Linked DNA regions of Bos taurus: region 2 is linked to region 1. Evidence: chromatin contacts called from public Hi-C data. All regions are on one chromosome and are shown on one strand. The core of a region is the stretch at or near the end of the contact, and the rest is flanking DNA. Distances in the headings are between cores, read along the strand shown. Region 1 holds the start of ABCA9 (ATP binding cassette subfamily A member 9). Region 2 overlaps LOC107131548 (a long non-coding RNA gene).

Region 1 (2,823 bases), core at 160-2,659:
CTGGCAGGTGTTATTAAGTCTGATAATTTTGTATCTTCTGCAGAAGACAGCAGCCGTACAGCAACAATCAGAGCCTGTCTTTGTTTGGCAGTCGTAGGCATTAGTGAGTTCAATCTGCCTCTATTTTGCTAGCCTAGCCATTTCTGGACTCGTACAATTTGCAAGAGAATAAATATGAGAGAATGGGAGGTGAATGAGGAAGATCTCATGTGATTATCACAGCCCGTAGGAAACGGATGAGCCTACTTGGTTTGAGAATTGCCCGCACAGCATATACCCTCACGGGCGTTTTCAGGAAGCAGTTACAGCACAGGGGAACGCAACAGACCCACACAGTGAGCAGAGACACGCTGGCCCCTACTCACCTTTCTTCTCCACGAATTATACTTTCATGAAATTACAATTTCATGTAATTTCATGAGCAACTTTCTCACTTTTTTTTAGAATTGCCTCATCTTTGATTTACCTGAAATGCTCAAAAAAAGATAGAACGGCAGCTCTTACCTGTTAAAAATGTTTCTTCAATAATATGAAAAACAAGATGTCCTAAAAACCACCGGCTGCTTACAGAGAAAGTAAAGCCGCTTTACAGAGAAAGTCTGCCTTCCGGCACTTTTGCAGAAACAAGAAGCTCGTAGCTCTTGGGAGGGCAGGTGCTTTTAGGTGACGTTGCTCTAAGGACTCTCGTATTCCCCACTGCAAGAAAGATGCCGCAGGTAGCTTGCATGCAACACAACTCAGATGAAGATGAAAATTCAGTTCATTTTGTTCCCTTAAAAAAATTACATTCTTCTTCGCCATACTTCTATATCCAGATTTTAAGAACTAAATTTCAGTGGAGACTTTTGAGTTGCTTTCTGGCCCGTTTCTGTATTTGTCTTTTTTTTTTTTTTTTTCGAATGGGTACCTGAGTGCTTCTCACAGGCATCCCCCGGGCTCAGCACAGTGTGTGTGTGTGTGTGTGTGAGCTGCTCAGCCGTGCCCAGCTCTTTGCGACCCCATGGACAGTAGCCTGCCAGGCTTCTCTGGCCATGGGATTCTCCCAAAAATACTGGAGTGGGGTGCCGTTCCCTTCTCCATGTCATTTTTTTTTTTTTTTTTTTCTTTTTTACTTGTCTCTGCTCTGTTCCGAACTGTTTCTTTACTTATGTTTCTTTAAAAGACTGTGTTGGGAGTCAGCTCTCCCATGAGGGCCTTGCGTAGAAAAGCGAATTGGAAAAGACTAGCTTCTCTTTGATTTGATAGTACTGACGCTCGCTGGGTCCAGCCAGCCATCTGCAGCCACGAACTCCCTGCTGAGGAGCTGGCGGGGAGACAAAGAAACAGGAAACTGTAAAGAAGTCGCCACGTGATGTCAGCAGAGTTTTGGCAGTCTGGCTGAATTAAGACCATAGTCCTTTTCAGAAACCGTTCTACACGGAACTATTCACAATAAACATGAAATTAAAAGCGTTGATGTAGTAGTGACCCAAAAGGAATGTGAATTGTTCTCCAGGACCCGCGGAGACCCGTGGATGAACTGTTTCTGGAGTCTTGCTCCAGCTTTCCTGAGAGTAAGTTAACCTCTGAAAATGTGGTTTTGCAAATGAAAATATAACGTGTGACTTCAAACAGGGAATGCCAAACACTTGGATGAAAACTGTGAGATGCAGGATGTTGTTAGCAAGTCATTTTGATTTTTCAAATTATCTGAGTATTTCATATTGTATTGTAAATAACCACTTGGAGAACCAATATTTATTTAAATTTTTACCCTATGACTAAAGCATGTTTGGACAAATAGCATGTTTTGTCTAAGAGACTATTGGATAAGCTGAAAGGAATGAGACTTAATGTTGCCTCTTTACAAGGATGAGCTATATTTCTCAAACTGTAAGAATTACTTATTCTTTTTTGTTCATTTTCAATTTTGCTGCCAGAGGCTTTATATGCATTGGGGGGATACATGATTTTCTGAGTATTAGTTTTTTTTTTAACCAGAGACCTAAGGTTCTGAGTATTTAAATGATTTAAATGGCTTCATCAAGAAACCTGAAGGTTATATTTTCATCGACCTTGTTTATCATTCTAAATTTTTGCGAAATTTGTTGTGTAACATGTTTATTCTCTGAATACTGGGAATTCTGTCTGAATAGGAAATGACTGGCTTTTATAGCCAAGTTATTATTAGATCACACAGGCTCCTACTCAGAGCAATTTAAGCTAAATAGATGTTTTGTGTAACTACAGTGAATAGTATTTTTATTTCTGACCAGGACATGCCGTGGGGAAAAAAAAATCAGCCTTAACAGTTAAAAACGCCAGTCACGACTAGATCATGTTCATCATTCTTTAAAATGTTCTCCAGCACACACATTCATCCACAGCAGGAAAGTAGAGGAGGCCCCAGTGTTAACCCTTCCAGACACCCCAGTCTACGGCACCGCTGGTTTCCTAACCAAGAATGTTTCATATCCGTGTATATTTTTTCCTTTTTGTTTTTCCTGGTGCACCGGGTCCTTATTGCCGTGCAGGCTTCTATCGAGCTGCAGCCAGGGGCTTCTCATCACCCTGCTGTCTGCTGGCGTCTGCTGGCGTCGATCACGGGCTCCAGGGCCCTCGGGCTTCAGTGTTTGCAGCTTGCAGGCTCTAGACACAGGCTCAGACCCACAGGCTCAGTGGCTCTGCACAAGCGGGATCTTCCCAGACCAGGGTGTGAACCAGCGTGCCTTGCATTGCAAAGCAGGTTCGTACGCCCGGGGCACCAGAGAAGCCCTGGAAATATTTCGGTTTGGTTTCAGTCACAGTCTGCTCTGATGCTGACGTTATAATCAGGAACTCATC
Region 2 (2,823 bases), core at 108-2,607, 74 kb after region 1:
TGGAGAAAGAAAAACACAAGTACCTCTGACTCCATCCTGTTATTTACGTCAACCAAAAAAGCTTTGTTTGAAACTTTCTTTAGAACACTGTAAAATGTCTCCAACTTTCCCAGAAAGCACATGAGATTCTGTTGCCAACTCTTCAAACCCGAAAACAATTTCACAAGAAAAATCCCTCAAACCATCATTAAGATGTCACCATAGGTCATCAACAAAATGCTGTTCTTTTCCGAGCTTGCCTTACATTTTGGGATCGACATAATGAAAACTTTTCTGTATTTTTTTCCCCTTTATTTGCCAAACTAAATTTTCAAAGAGTGCCATCTTTGGGTTTGTTTTTTTTTTTAATATCCATATACGTCTAAGTTAGAATGCTTCTAGAAGCTGGCCCTGCCCACTGGCCCTGCACAGATAGAGAAGTATTTGCTCTCTACTTCCAGCCACCTGGGTGGCATCAAAAGTCTCAATCTCAAGTTCAGTGTCTGAGAACTCGACCCAAGCTTCTTGATGAGCTCAGGCTGGAAATCATTCCAACAGGATGGGCGTTGCAAGAGTGAAATGCTTACGGACTGGGAGGCCCTGTCAAGTGTCAACTTTGTGTCTGGCAAATACACTTAGTCTCCCACCCCAGGGACAGTTTGCTGTCCCTCTTTTGCCAAAGGAACCAGAGCTCCACACACCACATACTTTCCAGCTCTCATTCATATTCAAACTGGCATCAACCCTGGAACCTGAAGCTTACTTATTCCAACACAAAATACTGCAATTTCTCTTATTTATTTGAGTCACTAAGAAATTTACCACATCAAATGTCATTTTTTGCAGTTTTTTACTGAAGTATAGTTGATTTACAATCTTAATTTCTGCTGTACAGCAAAGTGATTCAGTTATACATATGTATATGTATTTTTAATGTTCTTTTCCACTGTGGCTCACCCTAGGATGCTGAATTCAGTGCTCTGGGCCTCCCCTCATGGTTTATCCATCCCACATATCAGAGCTCACATCTGCTAATCCCAAACTCCCACTCCACCCCTGCTCCAACCCCGTCCCCCATGTCACATCAGATTTTAAACCTCTGACTTACTCTTCTGAGTGCAATATACAGCTTGAATCCACCCAAGAGGATTCAACATGTATCCAACATGACAAAGTAGTTTTATGTCCAAATAACCCTCCTGATGATAACAATCTTAAAGCTCAGTGCAAATATTCAAAAGCAGTGGAGAACAACCAGAGCATACAAAACCTGGATGGAATATGACCCTTAAAAAGACAGGGATGCTCCATATGTGTCCAGCTTTCCTCCTGAGGGAAATCGCCGATACTTACCAATTCCAGGAATTGGGCCTAAGCGGAAAGTAGCAGTCATAGTGAATTCAGGAGACAGAGTCCAGAGTTCACAGCTTTAACAGCAGCTGGAAAATAACCCTAGAAAGGAGGGAACCACGGACTGTGAGCCCCAAATTCCACACACAACAGCCCTGTAATAGGTGTATGAGAAGCCCATACTCTTGCCAACCCAGGAGACACGAGTTTGATCCCTGGGTTGGGAAGATCTCCTGGAGAAGGAATGGCAGCCCACTCCAGGATTCTTGTCTGGGAAATCCCAAGGACAGAGGTGGGCTAAAGTTCATGGACTCACAAAAGCGTCAGACGCAACTTAGCGACTAAAACCGTTGGTGTTTACCTGAGCAGCCCGTGTGTAGATTAGAGCTCAGAGAAGTCTGGTGGAAAGCAGCAGAGAGAGGGGTTGAACTGCTCACGGAGATTCAGAAGCTACCTTGTACTTGAGAAGTCAGCAAGGTTAGAGGGGGTTTTCTGTTGAAACACAGAAAAGCAAAACTCAAGTAGATAGGCCCTTACAGAACTCACCATCAAGGTGGACTGCTGGGTCTCTACCTGCTGCCAAAAGAAAACTCATTTGGAAGGAAAAAATCTTCCAGAGACCCTAAACTTATCAGTCAAGGATAAAAAGAGAGTCAGTTGACTGTCAACAAAGAGAGACAGCCAACAGGAGAACTGGGACCCCAATCTTGTCTCATTGGCAGGAACGTAAGTTTGAACCGTATGGAGCTGCCATTTCTATAGGTTACAAACAGTTAAAGTGAGTGAAAGTCGCTCAGTCGTGTCCGACTCTTTGTGATCCCACGGACTGTACAGTCCATGGAGTTCTCGAGGCCAGAATACCAGAGTGGGTAGCCGTTTCCTTCTCCAGGGGATCTTCCCAACCCAGGGACTGAGCCCAGGTCTCCCACATAGAAGGTGGATTCTTTGCCAGCTGAGCTACAGGGGAATCCAAAAACAGTCAAACACTGGCAAGTCCATGTAGTTCTAACAGGCAACATGCTGCAACGTGGATTCTGAATTTTCTCTCCCCTCTGTGCTCACATCTGTAAGACGTAAATAAGTTGTTTGCTTGGAAAATTAAAGCCCATCAAACCTAACGCTTTGCATAAGGGAGACAAAATCCATGAATAATCAGGGTCTGCAGGCATTTTTGTTTTGTTTTTGTTTCTTTAACTTTTCGGCCAATTCTCTTCATGGGCGTAAACACTTCCTCCACCCTGTTTCCAGCTTTTTCCCAGGTGGCTTCTCTTTCTGCTCTTGGCTTTACCAGCTCTCTGCCTTATTTCCATCATTTTCTTTCTAGTTCGCCTGTGTTTTGTTCTGTTTTGTTTCCCGACCCTTAAGAGACTACACAAGGTTCCGGGTTGCAAGGTGGTGAGAGTATCCGATTATTCTGTAAACAATATGGAGAAACAGAGAGTAGGTGGGGGTCCTGGAAACACTGTGTGCTCGAGTCTCAGAGGGCTTTCTGTG

What was found. Hi-C and Micro-C count contacts between places; a contact is called where the count stands out from the background.
Region 2: a Hi-C map of liver shows a contact between it and region 1, with 2.6 times the contacts expected there. The contact joins the enhancer-like site here to the promoter of ABCA9 in region 1. A contact is called at or near these places in 2 of 11 Hi-C or Micro-C datasets (liver and skeletal muscle).

What each region holds. Positions count from the first base shown.
Region 1 is chr19:61,486,786-61,489,608 of ARS-UCD2.0, forward strand. ABCA9 (ATP binding cassette subfamily A member 9) reads left to right here and starts at 1,410. Exons shown (of 40, transcript NM_001434972.1): 1 at 1,410-1,553. The coding sequence starts at 1,515.
Region 2 is chr19:61,560,449-61,563,271 of ARS-UCD2.0, forward strand. LOC107131548 (a long non-coding RNA gene) reads right to left here. Exons shown (of 5, transcript XR_009491608.1): 4 at 1-2,823. Among named protein-coding and RNA genes, the nearest start is that of MGC134105, 33 kb to the right of the region's middle. Within about 2 kb of position 1,358, at least 4 of the 102 cell types and tissues checked have an H3K27ac peak or open chromatin away from gene starts, as enhancers often do. A contact at or near this core is called in liver, where this site is marked.